3 separate regions of the Mus musculus genome follow, and regions 2 and 3 are each linked to region 1. A link is a contact called in public Hi-C and HiChIP or PLAC-seq data. All regions are on one chromosome and are shown on one strand. The core of a region is the stretch at or near the end of the contact, and the rest is flanking DNA. Distances in the headings are between cores, read along the strand shown.

The links. A called contact is a pair of places that touch in the nucleus more often than the background predicts. HiChIP or PLAC-seq counts read pairs in DNA pulled down with a chosen protein or histone mark.
Region 2: a contact with region 1 is called in a Hi-C map of liver, with 2.2 times the contacts expected there. The contact joins the enhancer-like site here to the promoter of Tshz2 in region 1. A contact is called at or near these places in 2 of 39 promoter capture datasets (both in liver), 15 of 484 Hi-C or Micro-C datasets (the N1E-115 cell line, liver, muscle stem cells and 4 more), 2 of 115 datasets of contacts at active chromatin or transcription factors (fetal liver and fibro-adipogenic progenitors) and 3 of 9 other capture datasets (adipose tissue, liver and pancreatic islet).
Region 3: an HNF4G HiChIP or PLAC-seq map of pancreatic cancer cells shows a contact between it and region 1. The contact joins the enhancer-like site here to the promoter of Tshz2 in region 1. A contact is called at or near these places in 3 of 484 Hi-C or Micro-C datasets (the N1E-115 cell line, cranial neural crest and pancreatic cancer cells), 2 of 115 datasets of contacts at active chromatin or transcription factors (pancreatic cancer cells and regulatory T cells) and 3 of 9 other capture datasets (adipose tissue, embryonic stem cells and liver).

Annotation. Positions count from the first base shown.
Region 1 is chr2:169,631,249-169,633,768 of GRCm38.p6, reverse strand. Tshz2 (teashirt zinc finger family member 2) reads right to left here and starts at 1,260. Exons shown (of 2, transcript NM_080455.3): 1 at 1-1,260. The coding sequence starts at 29.
Region 2 is chr2:169,693,901-169,696,420 of GRCm38.p6, reverse strand. All of the region lies in intron 1 of Tshz2 (teashirt zinc finger family member 2), which reads right to left. Among named protein-coding and RNA genes, the nearest start is that of Gm34344, 28 kb to the right of the region's middle. Within about 2 kb of position 1,255, at least 41 of the 459 cell types and tissues checked have an H3K27ac peak or open chromatin away from gene starts, as enhancers often do. A contact at or near this core is called in the N1E-115 cell line, liver, neural progenitor cells and 1 more, where this site is marked.
Region 3 is chr2:169,588,242-169,590,761 of GRCm38.p6, reverse strand. No RefSeq gene overlaps it. Among named protein-coding and RNA genes, the nearest start is that of Gm34294, 41 kb to the left of the region's middle. Within about 2 kb of position 1,256, at least 28 of the 459 cell types and tissues checked have an H3K27ac peak or open chromatin away from gene starts, as enhancers often do. A contact at or near this core is called in pancreatic cancer cells and regulatory T cells, where this site is marked.

The DNA of each region.
Region 1 (2,520 bases), core at 11-2,510:
TTGGGTGCCTGCTGTTTCCTCCTTGGCATCGCTCTACTTAGCTCCAGTCTCACTTCTGGCGCCCCAGCCCCGAGCCGCGCGCGGGGGCCGCAGTCTCGCTCGTCTTTCTGTGGCTCCTAGGACGTCACTCGGCCTCTGTCCCCCTGAAGATCCCCCTGCCAGCGCTCCAGCGCGGGGCCGGAGACCCCCTCTCTGGGTGGCAGATATGTGGCTCGCGCCTGCTGCTTGCAAGTGGAGGTTGGTTCTGCCTTGTTTGTTTGTTTGGTTTTTTTTCCCCCTCTCTTTTTGTTTTGCTTTTGGATTTTTTTCTTTTTTTGGTTTTGCTTTTTGCTGTTTTTTTGGTGACTGGTGAGACACTTGATTTCTTTATTAAACATCCAAGACGGGGTTCAGATGGCAGGGATGAGGGGCGCACACGCGCCACGCGCACACTCGCGCTTAAAGATAAGGGGGGAAACAATCCCGGGAAGACAGTGGATTTCTTCTTTTTCTTCTTCCTTCTCTTTCCCTCCTCCTCTTCTTCCTCCTCTTCCTCCACCTCCTCTTCCTTTACCACCTCCTCCTTCTCCTCCTTCTCCTTCTCCTCCTTCTCCTCCTCCTCCTCCTCCTCTTCCTCCTCCTCTTCCTCTTCTTCCTCCTCCTCCTCTTCCCTGATCTTGATGGCGGATTCGCGCTGGGGAGAGATCACTCACTGTAGGTTTGTTGTTGCTGTCAGATCCCCGTCTGTGAGTGATATGCGAGAGGACAGGAGCGGGTTTGGGAAAGACAGAAAATCTGGAATTCACTCACACACACACACACACACACACACACACACACACACACACACACACACACACCACACATACGCACACGCACGCTCGCTCTCACACACAAGCACTCTCGCTTACACACACACACACACACACACACACACTTACACTCACACTCCCCACATATGCTCTCTCTTACACACACACACACACACACACACACACACACACACACACACACACACACTCACACACACACAAGACAGGGCGAGGCGATGCCAGCAAACATCGATCCCGGCTGAACAAACTGAACATTAACAAACTCCTCCTCTTCTCCCTGCGACCTGATGACAGGGAGAAATTTACTCCCCAGCCGCAGAGCGCCAGGCAGAGGGAGTCTATTAAAGGGACAGTGTCCCGCCTGGGAGAGGAGCTGGAGAAAGAGGACCCAGCCGGCTTGGCTGCAGCCCTGGAGGCACCCACCTCCTCCTCACTGGGGCAGTGGAGTGTCCGCCTGTCTAGATGCCCCTCCAAGAGGAAGAAAAGGGGGAGTGGGAAGGAAGGGGGCGGGGCTCTGGCAGAGTTGGAGACAGTTAGAGTTGGAGATTAGAAGGGGACAATCTAGGTTTGCTTGGGAGACAGATTAGGGGGATGGGACTATATCCAGTCTCAACCTGTTCTCCAGCAAATAACCTCCTCTCACTATGTAAGTTCACATTGCTTTAACTTCCACCTTCTTGGAGTATTGGGATTTTTTTTTAAACTTCTGCTTCCTGGGCAGACTAATTACATAACCTTCATTGTGTTTCCTTCCAATGCTGATATTTATTGAGCACCTATGGTGCACCTGTTATACAGTCACCACAGTGACAGAGAGTGGGGAAGTCCAGATTGTGGCTGTTATCAAGGGTGAGAGGAACAACATCTGAAACAACTTGCCCCCTGGTGGTGTTCAGTCACTTCCCAGAGGTCTACCTTGCTGAAAATTTGATGTCCACCTTTCTCTATTTGCTTTCTCCGCTGGGCTCATCAAGGAAGGTGGATGCTGTGCACAGCTCGCTCTTTGGGTAATTGCCTCAGATCTCACTAGAGTATAAGTTCTTAGGGAGTTGTGCCCTCGTTTATCGTATTCTATCTCCCAATGGTGCCAAACAGAAAACATAGAGCTCCACCCCCAATAGTGCAATAAATGAAGAGGAAGCAGGGCATGCTGGGAGTACAACTTCAGAGTGGCCCGGATTGGTTAAAACTGAGTGTTGTTTTGGGGCTGAAAGAGGAGTCCATTCTGGAGAGTCTATTGTAGCTGAACCCGGTCTCCCTGGGTACCACTGCACACGGGGAGGTAGGTACCTTTCAGCACGTGTGAACAGGATGACCCTGTCCTGAAGACGCTTTCCTTCCTTCCAGTTGGGTAGAAAGTCAATGACAAGTGGGAAGGCAGCGGAAGGAGGTAGAGCTAGGAGCCTAATGAACCTGATACTGGGCATTGAACTCAGGGCACCGTACATACTGGGCAGGCAAGACATCATACATGCTGGACAGGCAAGGCACAATGCATGCTGGGTAGGCAAGGCATAATGCATGCTGGGTAGGCAAGGCATCATACATGCTGGGTAGGCAAGGCATCATACATGCTGGGCAGGCAGTCTATCACTAAACTATGTTTCTGATCCTCTTCATTTTTTTCTTAAATGTTGAGACAGAGGTCTTGCTAAGTTATTCAGGCTGACCTTGAACTCATTCTTAGATAGGTCTTCAAACTTGGGAT
Region 2 (2,520 bases), core at 6-2,505, 63 kb before region 1:
TGCTTTTAAAATACGCCTCCATACATTTATGTAAGTGACTCTTCTGGGCATATGGGTTTCCCCTCCTTCTGGGGACTGTTCTGCACGGCACATTTCCACACGAGGTAATTTCAGAATGTTCTATTCTGTTCTTTCTGGGGCTCACTTTCTACCACCATTGGATTGCCCAGAAAACTGGTGTGGAAAGTTAGCTAAAGACAGCAAAATAAAGTGCAAGCCCATGCTCGTGGGATGCCTCAGGCAGGAGGCATCAAGGGCTGTCTTGTCTCTGTCTGTGTCCTTTCTCCCTCTGTTAAGTGCAGAGAGACTCAGCCAGTGGACCTGAGAGATGGATGTGAACTCGGCCTGGCCGTAGGATCAGATGCTCAGGTTGACTGAGTGAATCCCAGGGCCTCATTTCCCATCTGCAGAGTGGGAACACACCATGGTTTGATTCTCTGCAGATTAGCTAAGACAACATCCAACCCCTGATGCTTGCTTGGCTTCACCTACACAAAGGCTGGCAATTCCACTCCAGCCTTTTTGGAGAAGTTGCCCTTTTCATCTTGCTGGGCATAGAGCATCCCACTGGTCACCTTCTGGGTTGGCTCAAGGGCTGGGCAGGTGGATAAATGGTGACTTGCCTTGGACAATAGGATTGTGTTAGATTTGGGTAGAGGAACCCATGTGAGCCAGGAAGAGTCAATTGTGAGACTCGGACTAGAAATGTTCTAAAGCAAGTCCGGGTGACTGGTGTAGTACGGGTGTTGGCTTATCCTTGTGTCTCACTACACCTGAAGAATAGACATTCCCAGAAGAAAGTCAACATGGAGGGAATAAGACCAACTTTTAATGCCATCACTGAGTTCTTAGATCAACTGGGCCATAGCAGAGGCCTGCCTGGCCTTTTGGGAGATCTGCAGAAATACATTCATCTTCTTGATTTAGACTCGTTGGGGTTTCCAACCACTTGAAGTTCAAAATCCTCACTAATGAAATATGCAAAGACTTTCTCGCACCACTCGGTAATGAGCACGCAAGGAAACAGGGTGGGGACTTAGCAGAGGCCCCTGCTCGCTGCTGAGGGGACAGGATGTTTCTCCCTTGGCATCTGAAAGAAAGCGCTGAGTGGCACCACTGGGGATCGGGCTCACAGAGCACAGTCACTAAGGAAAGCAGCTGCCGTGTGAATAGAAACAGCCACAGGAACCCAGGGCCCAATTTACTCACACCTGGCACCGGGCCAGGTTGCAGGTGTCAAAGTCCAGGAGAGAGCAAGGGCTGTCACTTACGGAAGCATGCTGATGCAATCCAAGCTACTCTGTCATCAGTCACCCCATCACCGGGGCTTGGGGTGGGGGGGGGAGGGAAGGTGGCTTCAAGGGAGTCAGACACCACTGATCCCAACAAACAGGACCATGCTGCAAACAAACCCTGCCACCAACATATGGCTCTTACTTCTGGGACCGGGCAAGCCTCACGTTGATGATAACAAGCAGGGGAAAAGAATCGGTACCGTTACACAGCGTGGGGAGCAAAGTTGGCCTCAGAGAGCTCCATCTGCCCCCGGACTCGCTGCCTATGATATCTGGATCCTAGATGACCTTTTCACGTCATCCCTACGCTGTCTCTTTGCAGTCCCAGTCAAGGCTTGGATTTCGAAGGACTCACCCTTAAGCCTCCCCACTGCCTTAGTTTAGCTCGCCCTTCCTCTCCCAGCCCAAGCTTGTTCCTCCAGCAAGTCTCTACCCCAGAATCTTGGCTCGGGCCTCCCCCTTGGGATACTTTGTCTCTCCAATTTCCCCCTTTATCCGGCCCTTTCTAGAATGGAACCTGGTCAGATAGGCTTTATCTGGGAGCAGCCCATCTTACCCTGACACTGTCACCATCGCTGCAATATGTCATTTCAAGGCAAGCATACATCACTTCTAGACATGGGGTCTGTTAAATTTGCTTCACACTGGCCTTTTCCTTCTGGTACAGGCCTAACCAGTGCCTAGAACAGTGTCAAAACCACTGAAGGTGCTTTGCAAACATTTGTTCAGTGGATTGACTTGTTGGACACACACTTCCTGAGCAACTGTGGGCCACAGATGTTAACAAAATAGCCCCAAGAGGACTGAAGGTGCCATTCCCCAACCCCCTTGCTGCCCAGTAGTGTTCCTGTGGTCAAATAAAACAATCAAAGCTTTGGGTTTCTTTCAGAAGAGGGGGTTTTCTGGAGCAGGGAAGGGTGGCTGAGAAGTGGCTATTTTTATTCTCTTGAGTTTCTTTTTAGCCATCTCCTTAGGCTGTAATCTGGACACAGGGTGTCTGACTGGGCAAGCAAGCCATCTCTCTGTGTAGAGCAGAATGATGGAGCATGGTACCACACAGAAGGGCTAGACTGTGCAAAGGCCCAGGGGCAGCAGGGAACTTAGTTTCTGATATTATGCAACGGCAGTTGGTATGTGTCTTAGTCAGGGTTTCTATTCCTGCACAAACATCATGACCAAGAAGCAAGTTGGGGAGGAAAGGGTTTATTCGGCTTACACTTCCATA
Region 3 (2,520 bases), core at 7-2,506, 43 kb after region 1:
GAGTTGTGGGCGGGCAGGATAGAGGGACTCCACCCAAAAGCACAAAAACCCAAGTGTCTCTGCAAGTCTAAGCCGTGCAGTCGTAGACACAGAAAACATTGATCAGCCAACCTCCACAGACCACAGACCGCCTTGTGAACAAAGCTAACAGGTCACGGCGAAGGCAGCTTCAAAATAGCCCAAAGCCAACATCTAATCTTCCCAGCAAGGCGGGGACCTCCCAGGTGGCTGAGTCACAGAAGGTCAAAGAACAGCAGGCAGCATAGGAGCGTAGGATATTGACTTTAGAGATCTGTGAACTTCATGGACCTTTTATCCCAGGGTAGCAAAGGCCTCCAAGGTCAGCTCTACCCCATCATCATCATCATCGTCATCATCATCATCATCACCATTTTTCTCTGGCTTTAAAGAAACAAACGTGGCTTTCCCAGTGATCTCTAACCTCTTAAAGGCAGGAAAATAACATCCACAGATTTGAGCTTCCTATGCCCCGGTAGAAATGAGTGTCAACACCAAAATTACTTCTTTCAAAGTCTTGCTGGGGTATCCTCCATGACATCTGGGACACAGCACCCAACAACTGCACCTCGCTCGGTAAAGGCTCTTCTCACTTAAAGCCAGAGCTCAGCACTGAGAATGACTGAGCAGAAAAGGAAGGAGCATCACCAAGCTCAGGTCTCACACAGAAGGCAGGGAGCCCTGACTGAATGCGGGATGTCACCTACGGGGAGAAGTCAGAGCCACTCTAAGGCTCAAACTAAACCACATCGGATTAGAATACTGCACCCAGTCACGGGGTGTTTTCCACTCTGCGGGTTCTGAGTTTCCTTGAGGTGACTCACACAGAGAGAATGGCTGGCCTTGGCTGTTCAGGTATTCACCCACCGTTTGTCTTTTCTGCGATTGGATGGGACAGAACTGCAGTTTCCAGGGCTGGGAACTGGTTGGGGCAGAAAGGTAACTAAAGCGTTTTGGAGCTGAACTTACAAGGGAGAAATGGAAAGTGTAATGACGTCTGATGCACTAAGGTTGGGGTGGTTTGTATCGGAATCACTGAGAAACAGCAAGGCTGGAAACAGTGGCCAAGTGCCTACGAGGGACTACGTACTGCCTACTATGTGAACTTACCATGTGGTTGAGACCACTGAAGATGGTCTCATACTTCAGGGAGAGAAGAGAGAGACAAACACAGGGCAGAGTTATGACGGTTTCCAATTTTGGAACCGCCAAGGTGGATGTTAGGGGAAGGTGAGTCATGAAGGTTACCCTGAGGTCAGGTGACATTTTGTTGAGACCTGTCAGGTAAAAACCACCCAAGGATGGATTCAAACAGAGCTTGCTGCCACAGGGCTGGGGCTGGCAGAACATGGAGGAGCCAAGTACTGCCCCCCATCCTCACCCCCTAACCTGCCACCTGACTTCCTGAGAAGTCCAAGATGAGGATGGGATTCAACAGGATTGAAAGAAAAGAAAAATCTCTTGGCGGGAATCCTCCGACTGATCAGGGCAGAGTGAACTCAGAGGACGTGGTGCACTCAGAGAGCCTGGTCTGCTCCATCAGGAGCTCTGCCCACTGCAAAAAGGCCATGCTAACAATTTGGGGCTCAAGATTTAACCCCAATTCTTACTAACCTTTGCCCCTCAGTTGTTTCCTCTTTCTCCTTTTCCTTCCTTCCTTCCTTCCTTCCTTCCTTCCTTCCTTCCTTCCTTCCTTCCTGCTCATGACCTTCCCTTCTTCCTCGCTCCCTTTCTCTCGCCACTCTTTCTCTTACGTACGTGTGTATTTGTACATGTGTGTGCATGCTGAGGGGTGGGTGCCCACGATGCCTGGGGGAAGGGGTCAGATTCCTTGGAATTGGAGATACAGGCAGACGTGAGCTGCCCTGTATGGGTGCTGGAATTCCAACTCCACAAGAGAAGTAGACCTTAATCACTCTGTTAATCCCTCCCTTCCCCTCCCCCCTCTCTTCCTTTTCCTCCCCTCCCCTCCTTTCATTCCCCTCCCCTATCCGCCTCTCCTTTCCCCTCCCATTTTAGCCTTGAGAGTGAAGAAGCAAAGGTTTGAAGGCGTGAGGGCCAGGAGGATGGCTGGACCAGTGAGTGCTTGCCACTCAAGCCCAAAAGCCTGAGTCCAAGCCCCAGAATTCACAGGATAAAACAAGACTTGTGCTTGTGACTGCAGCTCTGAGAGGGGGAGAGGTAGGCGGAGCTCTGGGGCCCCACTGGCCAGCAAATACAGCCTAACTGGTCATTCCAGGTCAGTATGAGATCCTGCCTCCATATTAAGGTGGACAAGCCCTGAAGAACCATACCTGAGATCAATCTGACTTCTGCATACATGCACACACACATGCAGATACACACATTCACACACACATATATGCATGTATGTGTATGTATATGTATATATACATTCACCTGAGATCAATCTGACTTCTGCATACATGCACACACACATGCAGATACACACATTCACACACACATATATGCATGTATGTGTATGTATATGTATATATACAT